Linked DNA regions of Sus scrofa: region 1 is linked to region 2. A link is a contact called in public HiChIP or PLAC-seq data. All regions are on one chromosome and are shown on one strand. The core of a region is the stretch at or near the end of the contact, and the rest is flanking DNA. Distances in the headings are between cores, read along the strand shown. Region 1 has its middle 32 kb from the start of UBE2W. Region 2 holds the start of LY96 (lymphocyte antigen 96).

Region 1 (4,664 bases), core at 1,216-3,715, 64 kb after region 2:
AAGATCTTCTTTAGCACATATCACACCCAAGGGACCAGAGGCTGATTTTACTGTAAGAGATGTTAAGAGTCCTGTAATCCCTTTTCTTCCTTATTAGTATTTGTCATGGCAGGTTGTTGACCCTGATGATGTCATAAAGCTTTCTTTGTGGGGTCATTTAAAGTCACTTATACCTTGGGAAGAATTGGCCTTTAAATAAAGTAAACCTGAGATTGTAAAACCTTATCTTCTGGGAGTTGCCATCTAGGCTCAGTGGTTAACGAACCAGACTAGTATCCATGAGGACACAGGTTCAATCTTTGGCCCTGCTCAGTGGGTTAAGGATCCGGCGTTGCTGTGGCTGTGATGTGCTGTGGTGTAGGCCAGCAGCTGCAGCTCTGATTCGACCCCTAGCCTGGGAACCTCCATGTACTGTGGTTGCGGCCCTAAAAAGACAAAAGATAAACAAACAAAAAAAACCTGATCTTCTGGAGCAATTTCCTGAGATTATAGGGAGAGAGATCACCAGCAGAAAATATATCTGGAAAAGCTTTCCTCTTTCATTGATATATGGACTTTACTCAGTTGAAATATAGGCAACAAAACTGGGCTGACACCTGATGTGCTTCTGGGTCATTCCTGGTTGCCAAGAGCCTCCAAATCTTCCTCAAGGACACAGTCATTTTGCACAACACAGGGAAAATCAGCCCATTTCTGGCGATCAGTGGAAGTCTGAGTTACCAATTTAACTTCCTCTCTAGTGATGAAGAATAGGGTGTTTAATATTATACCATAGAATAATTAGTGTATTTTAAGGATCTTTTTCCATTTTTGAACACATTTTACATTCGGGAATTTCACAGAGAACATAATGATCTATCTTTAGAGTGGGAAGGATGATATCCCACAGGGCTCTTATATTTAAATCTTATATAAATTTCTAAAAAGAACTCCAAGTTAATAAAATGACAGATTTTAAGCTTTCATTCCGATAATGTAAAAGCCTTCTACTCAACACGTCAGCCACCTACATTAAAAAAAAAAAAAAAATAGAACAGGAGGTGCGAACTTTTGGCTTCCAGTTTTCCTGGAATAAACCAATAACATCTTCGGTTTTGGAATAGATTTTAAAAACGTGGCTTCTCATACATCTTGGCAGAACTGGTGCATTCCCAGAATAAATTCTGTGTACTCAGCTCTCCCTCTTCAAATATATCTCTAGGTGGAATGACCACAAAACTGCCCACCACGAAACAGGCTGAAGAGAAGTCTGGATGTGATAGAAAGTATAAGTGACACTGGTACATTAAACAATCTCATGCTTAGGATGAAACCTCTAAACAAGTGTCAGTGCCATAACAACATAACTATTACAGATACATGCGCAGTTTAAAACTGAGGGGTTGCGGTAAAGAGGTGGAAATTGCACAAAAAAACTTCAAAACATTCTCTTTCCCTTCAGGCAAGATTCAGCTCTACAAATCTGCCCTTGCCTTTAAAATATCAAAGTTCTGTTCTGCTCTCAATCCTCATCCCGTTGTATAAGCAAATCAGTGTCTCTCATCCCCAAATTAGGAATATGAGAAGTCTTCCAGGTGCGTAAAGACCAGAAAGCTGCCCTGCGGAAGTTTTATCTTGCCCCAAGCTGTGAAAGTGGGCACTGTGGTGTAGAGAGGGCATCGGAAAGAAAAAAATCTATAAACTATACACCTCTGATTGGAAGAACAAAACAACCCCCCCCCCCCACAAAGCCCACGGGTGTGGACATCATCAGGATCTTATGTTATAGATAGAAAAAAACAACCATGGGGCTCGAATCAGAACCCGACCAGCGTTTCCTAAGCGATCCGGGTAGCGAGTGGGCTCGTCGTGGAGGCCAGAGAGTTGGACGTGACCGAAGGTATAGACAGCGCCATTCACCGCGCCTCAGCTTGCCCTTCCCCCTGGGCGCCTAGAGCACCAGCCAATCCCCTCACGCCATCTCCTTCCCATCGGAGGCCCCGCCCCCAGCGCCCGGGATGCTGGGCCCCCGCGGCGTGACGCGAGCACGGCAGCTCCGCCCCCTGCGTCTCTGGCCTCGCCGGCCTAGGGGGGATGGTTCCATCATGGCGTCAATGCAGGTAAGAGGAGTTTGCAGCATCTGGGCGGGCTCTGGAGCCGTGCAGAGGATGCGAGTGTTTCTTTGAGCTGGGTGTCTGGGACTCTGGGGCACCCGGGCGGGTCCCGGAGCGGCTCCGTGGCCGGTCCTTCCCCAGAGTCAGGGCGTTGGGAGGGGTGAGAGGCTGCGAGAAGGGGGAGTCTCGGTCGGTCGAAGCGGACACAAGCCGGCTAGGAAGTTGGGGGATAAAAGAGACTAAGGGGAGGAAAGGGCGAAGTTTGATGTTGCCTCAGCGGCAGTGGTCTCGGAATTACTTCCAGCTCACACCGACGGCTGCCGCTGGCCTCCCCCCCCACACACCTCCCGCCCCAGGGATGCGTTTTCCTCCGCGGTCCCCGGCTGGGCGGAAACAGCTGCTCTCGCCGTTGTCGTTGGGGCAGGGGCGGCCCTAAGAGGGGCTGAGTGTCGGGGAGCCGAAAAGGCGTTCCCGGAGAAGGCGGCTGGCTGCAGGGGCGCTTCGAGGCCTCTGCTCAGGCCTCCCACGCCGGGCCTCCCTGTCTGCTTGGCCCCTCGGCTCTCCTTTTGACTCTTAGTCCTTTGCCCCATGGGTATCTTCCTTTATCAGCCTCTGTACTCTCAACGAACGTACGCCCGGCAGCGCATTTTCTCACTCTCCTCGCAGCTGCCCTTAGTCCGTCAAAATCATTTGCCGCCTAAATATTGCAGTCTTCCCGGGAGATAAGTCTCCAGCTCCCTATACCTCCCGAGGTAGCTCGCCTTCAAATCTTTTTTTTTTTTTTTCCCCTAACACTGCCCCACCCTTGCGGTCGCGGTAAGGCTACAACCCTTCTTCCCCAGATCTTTAGTGGAACCTTAGTTTGGCAGGAGGCGTTTGTTAACCCGTGTTACAGCTACCTGACTTGGCAATGCCTGGTTTTCTGGTTTCCCAACTTAATATACTCCTTTTTTCCAAATTCAAGGAGTTTGGTGGGGTTTTTTTCCCCAGGCAAAGATGGCATCCGCGATTGCAGTTTTATAAAGATTAACTCTGCATTATCTCTAGCTTGCATTTAATTTATAGATGAAGACCAGCTCTGTCAAAACATAGAGAAGGCAGAACTCCCGTTTGGAGTGTCAACGGAGCGCTTTTTAGAGTTTTAACAACATCTTAAAGGGACCACGTCTTTCTTAGAAGGATTTCGTGCTTTTGTTTCTAGAAGAATGAGCAAGTGTGCCTATCCTTCTTCTGTTCTTTCCTCTTTTTAGGCGAGGACAGTGCTTTTCTTTAATCTCTTCTCTTTTCTACATCTTCTTTCTCTTTCGTGCATGTGTTTGCTTCACATTTACCTCTGTGCTTTTGTATTATTTCTTCCCTTTCAGCCTGTTCCCCATACAATACTCTTTTTACCTTTGTGTCTCCCACTGGACTTTCTTGCAGAATAGAAAAAACAAATTTGTATGTAACATTCCCAGTTGAAGAGATACCATGAAAACAGTCAGAGAAAAAACAAGAACAATTTCAGGAAACATTATACTTTACCCTAGTCTCCCCAGAGACGTTAGAGAAGTTTCATCATTTGAGGCCAAAAACGGAACTGTAGAACACCAGTTGAACAGTAGATTGGCTATATGACCAATTTAAGATTATGTATATTAAGATTAAAACCTTTCTTTTTAAGACTAAAAAGATTAAAATCCACAGTACTTCTGATTATATTTGGCAGGAGGGTTTTTGGGATAACTAGCTGATTCAGTTTAGACAGTAAGTGTCTGGAGAAGGCAGATTGCCCTTTTTAAAAGAAAAAACTGAGTTGGTACAAAACTTAATGGTTGACAGTCTTGACTTTTACATAGTGGCTTAAGCAATGGCAACAATACTTCATGCAATACTGCATTTTTCTGTATCCCAAGTGCTACCTCTGACTGTCTTTTCACCCTTTATTCCTGTAGGTCTTCTGATTAGAGGAATAGAAAACTGATGTTTCCCTTTTTAAAAAGCTAAATCTCTCTTTTTTTTAATGTGTATTTATTTGTACTTTGAGATATCTGAAACATTTTTGGTAGTATCTTTTTTATTTTTAAAATGTTTTTACTGAAGCATAGTTGATTTACAATACTCTAAACTTCGGGTGTACAACATAGTGATTCACAATTTTTAAAGATTATACTCCATTTATAATTACTGGAAAATATTGGCTATATTCCCTGTGCTGTAGAATATGTCCTTGTAGCTTATTTATTTTGTGCAGAGTAGTTGGTACCTCTTAGTCCCCTCCTCTTATCTTGTCCCTTTCCTCTTCTCCACTGGTAACCACTAGCTTATTTCTCTATATCTTTGAGTCTGTTTCTTTTTTTGTTGTTGTATTTACTGGTTTTATTTTTTGGATTACACATGTAAGTAATAGTGTACGTTACTTCTTTCTCTGACTGATTTCACTAAGCATAGTACTCTCCAAGTCCATCCATGTTGTTGCAGATGGCAAAGTTTAATTTTTATGGCTGAGTAGTATTCCATTGTGTGTGTCTGTACTTTGTGTGTATGTGTATCTTCTTTATCCATTCATCCCTTAATGGACACTTAGGTTGT
Region 2 (4,315 bases), core at 721-3,220:
CACACACTCAAAAAATAAAATGAAATAAAACAGGAGCTCCCTTCATGGCTCAGGGGAAACAAATCTGACTCGCATCCATGAGGACCCAGGTTCGATCCCTGGCCTCACAGAGTGGGTTAAGTGCCATGAGCTGTGGTGTAGGTCGCAGATGCAGCTGTGCGTAGGACAGCGGCTACAGCTCCAATTCGACCCCTAGCCTGGGAACCTCCATATGTCACGGGTGCAGACCTAAAAAGACAAAAATAAATAAGTGAGTAAATAAATAAATAAATAAATAAATAAATAAATCTGAAAATTGGGAGATGAAATGGGTTTCTTTATCACAGAACTTCTCAGAACACAAAGTACATTTGTAAATCTCCCCCAAACGATTAGACCATAAATCCTTGTTCCCCAGAGAGTCTCAAAGAACTAGTATTTTCCAAAGGATTCCATTAAACCTTCTTGATATCACTAGTGGATAGAAAAGACCAACCAATCCATGGAGAGCACCAAACCAAACAGGCAACCCCCAAGCAAATATTTGTAGAGAAAGAGGGCAACACAAAACAAGACAAAAGAAAATAATAGTGATCCAACCAGTTAATAGCATTAGAATGTGGCTGATTTTTCTTTTTTTTTTTTTTGGCTGCATGCAAGGCATGTGGAAGTTCCCAGGCCAGGGATCAAACTCATGTCACAGCAGTCACTCAAGCCACTGCAGTGACAAACCAGGATCCTAAACTCATTGCACCAAAGGGAAGTCTTGATTTTTTTAAAAATTTATTTTATTTTATTTATTTACTTATTTATTTATTTATTTATTGTCTTTTTGCCATTTCTTGGGCCGCTCCTGCAGCATATGGAGGTTCCCAGGCTAGGAGTCCAATCGGAGCTGTAGCTGCCAGCCTAAGCCAGAGCCACTGCAGCGCAGTATCCGATCTGCGTCTGCGAACTACACCACAGCTCACGGCAACACCGGATCGTTAACCCACTGAGCAAGGGCAGGGATTGAACCCGCAACCTCATGGTTCCTAGTCAGATTCGTCAATCACCGTGCCACAACGGGAACTCCGATTTTTTTTTTTTTTAAATAATCAGTATTAGTATTTCTATGTGGCTCTGTGCCACATAGAGAGAAAAATCTGCTTCAAAACAATCCACATAAAAAAGGTTCAGAAACCACTTTCAGGAGTTCCCGTCTTGGCTCAGCAGAAATGAATCTGACTAGTATCCACTAGGACACAGATTTGATCCCTGGCCTCGCTCAGTGGTTAAGGATCTAACTGACAGAATCAGGCTTACATCTAATCAGGGAGGCAATTCCAAGAGTCTTCAAAAACCACAGGCTGAAACACTTACAGAGCCCCTGTTACATGCCCAACATTGTGCTGGGAAAAAAACCCAAAAACCAAAAAACAAACAAACAAAAAAACACAGCCCGGAGCAATAATCAATTCTGGGAAGCAGCTAGGACCCTTCTACCTTCTCAAGAAGAACCAGTCAGCCTTACAGCTGAGGCAAAATGAGTCCGAAGCAGGCAGTTCTAGCAAAACTGCAAAGAATCTGAAACAGACGCACTTGGAGGTCAAGTACAACGAAGTTCAGACTCGTGAGGTCTGTAAAGGATCAAGAAAATCCACCCGGGGCAGTAACTAGACATCATTTTTGCTGCCAGCAGCTGGTACAGGCAGTCATTTCCTGTGTCCCGCCCAGCAACAGCAGAAGGTTTTTGTGAAAACGTACCCTGAAAACAGTTGTTCGTCCCTGCTTTGCCCTTTTACTTACCACAGTAGTTGTACCAAAGACTTGCATCAGAGGAATTGCAGATCCACATTTTCTCCCTAGGTTCAGTAAATATGGAAGAAAACAAGGTGGAAAACAGCATAAATGGAAACATGCTTCAATATCTCCAAAATGTTAAAAATGTAAGGAGAATCAGTAACTAATCATCAGACTCTTCCCTTTTAATAAGCAGAAAAGATTTAACTTAGTCATCAGTCACATGATTTCTGAGTCGCTACCCGACTGTTCCTCTTTTGAGTGTGTGTGCATGTGTGTGTTGAATATTTGAGCACTTCCTGCAAGAGGAGAGGAAAATGATTTGTAATGTACTCTTCAAACACGTGATACAAAGGCGAGCACAGCGCTTTAAAAACAAAACCAGGTACTTCCCAGTCACTACTAACAAAACCAGTCTGTGGGTCTTTTTTAGAAGCTTAAAAAACCAGCATGCCCTGCAGCAGCTTGGATGGACCTAGAGAAATCATAAGATATCAGTTATATGTGGAATCTCATTTTTAAAATGATACAAATGAACCTATTTACAAAAAAGAAACAGATTTCAAAAATCAATTTATGGTTACCAAAGGGGAAATGTGGGTGGGAGGGGGATAAATTAGGAGTTTGGGATTAACAGATACACACTACTATATTCAAAATAGATAACCAACAAGGACCTACTGCATAGCTCAGGAAACTCTACTCACTATCCTGTAATAAGCTATATGGGAGAAAGAATGAATATATCCATATATATAACTAAATCACTTTGCTATACCCCTGAAACTAACACAACATTGTAAAACAACTATATTCCAAAAAAAAATCCCCAAAAACATTAGCACTCTTTATCCCTCTGCATTGCTGTTCTCTCCCACAAGTTTTTTTTGTTTGTTTGTTTTTTCGTCTGTTTAGGATTGCACCTACAGTGTATGGAAGTTCCCAGGCTAGGGGTCAAATCAGAGCTGCAGTTGCCAACCTATGCCACAGCCACAGCCAACACCAGATCTCAGCCGAGTCTGCAACCTACACCACAGCTCGTGGCAACACTGGATCCTTAACTCACTGAGCAGGGCCAGGGATCAAACTTGTATCCTCATGGATACGAGTTGGGTTCATTACCACTGAGCCACAACGGGAACTTTCTCTTCCACAAGTTTGTTATACAACAATTCTCTGGACCCAGAGAGCAGGACCTGTAGATCTGAACTGAACAGTCTCATGCTGTTTCTGCTCAGAGAAAGTTTCAGCCAAAGGATGGAGCTCAGCTGGAGGAGACTCTAAGCACAGGACACTAGCTGTGGTTCTGTAATTGCGGGCAGGGGTCCCACCAGGCGTGAGATTCACTCACTTTAGCAAACTACAGGTCCAGGGGCTACTTTGAGCTCTAGTAATGAAATGGTCATTATTTTGTGAGTGGAAATATTTCACTGTTATTTCACTCTGTTCTAGAAAAACAGATAGCCCTTTAGATGCTTTGCTACCTGAAATCCTTTATAGGACGAGGTTTGGGATTTGTAGCCAAAAATGGCATGGAGTTCAAGCTCTAAACATCTACAAGTTTAGAGGAAAATAATATTTGTAAAAGGTTTGACTGAAGATCTGTACTACTTCACCATTTTTTTAAAAGGTGAAAATCTATCAGGGGGTGGGAGAATCTGGGGAAATGGGGGGTTTCTCGATGGGAGTGAGTTTCAGCAAAATGAAAAACTTTTAGAGAGCTGTTGCATACCAATGTAAATATAATTAACAGTCCCGAACTGTACATTTGGTTAAGATGGTAAATTTTATGTTATATATTTTTACCACAATTTAAAAAAATATTTTAGGAGAGTTCTTGATGTGGCTCAACAAGTTACGAACTAGACCAGTATCCATGAGAACGCAAGTTCAATCCCTGGCCTCCTTCAGTGAGTTACGGATCCAGTGTTGCCTGAGCTGTGGTCTAGGTTGCAGGTACAGCTTGGACCCCATGTTGCTGTGGCTGTGGGGTAGGCCGGCAGCTGCAGCTTATATTAGGCCACTAGCCTGGGAACTTCCACAGGTACGGCCTTAAAAATATATATATATATATATATATATATATATATATATATATATATATTTAGGAGTGACTGCTGTGGCCCAGTGGTTTAAGAATCTGATGCAACAACAACAACGACCAAAAGACAAAAAAAAAAAAAAAAGAAAAAAAAAGAAAAGGAGTTCCCGTCGTGGCGCAGTGGTTAACGAATCCGACTAGGAACCATGAGGTTGAGGGTTTGGTCCCTGCCCTTGCTCAGTGGGTTAACGATCCAGCGTTGCCGTGAGCTGTGGTGTAGGTTGCAGACGCGGCTCGGATCCTGCGTTGCTGTGGCTCTGGCGTAGGCCGGTGGCTACAGCTCCGATCCAACCCCTAGCCTGGGAATCTCCATATGCCGCGGGAGCGGCCCAAGAAATAGCAACAACAACAACAACGACCAAAAGACAAAAAAAAAAAAAGAATCTGATGCAACAGTTTGGGTCACTGCAGAGGTGTGGATTTAATTCCCAGACCAGTGCTTTGGGTTAAAAG

Evidence for each region. HiChIP or PLAC-seq counts read pairs in DNA pulled down with a chosen protein or histone mark.
Region 1: a contact with region 2 is called in an H3K27ac HiChIP or PLAC-seq map of alveolar macrophages. The contact joins the enhancer-like site here to the promoter of LY96 in region 2. A contact is called at or near these places in 6 of 47 Hi-C or Micro-C datasets (alveolar macrophages, fetal heart ventricle, fetal liver and 3 more) and 1 of 2 datasets of contacts at active chromatin or transcription factors (alveolar macrophages).

Annotation. Positions count from the first base shown.
Region 1 is chr4:62,012,261-62,016,924 of Sscrofa11.1, forward strand. No RefSeq gene overlaps it. Among named protein-coding and RNA genes, the nearest start is that of UBE2W, 32 kb to the right of the region's middle. Within about 2 kb of position 2,466, at least 81 of the 83 cell types and tissues checked have an H3K27ac peak or open chromatin away from gene starts, as enhancers often do. A contact at or near this core is called in alveolar macrophages, fetal liver, liver and 1 more, where this site is marked.
Region 2 is chr4:61,948,660-61,952,974 of Sscrofa11.1, forward strand. LY96 (lymphocyte antigen 96) reads right to left here and starts at 1,971. Exons shown (of 5, transcript NM_001104956.1): 1 at 1,768-1,971. The coding sequence starts at 1,879.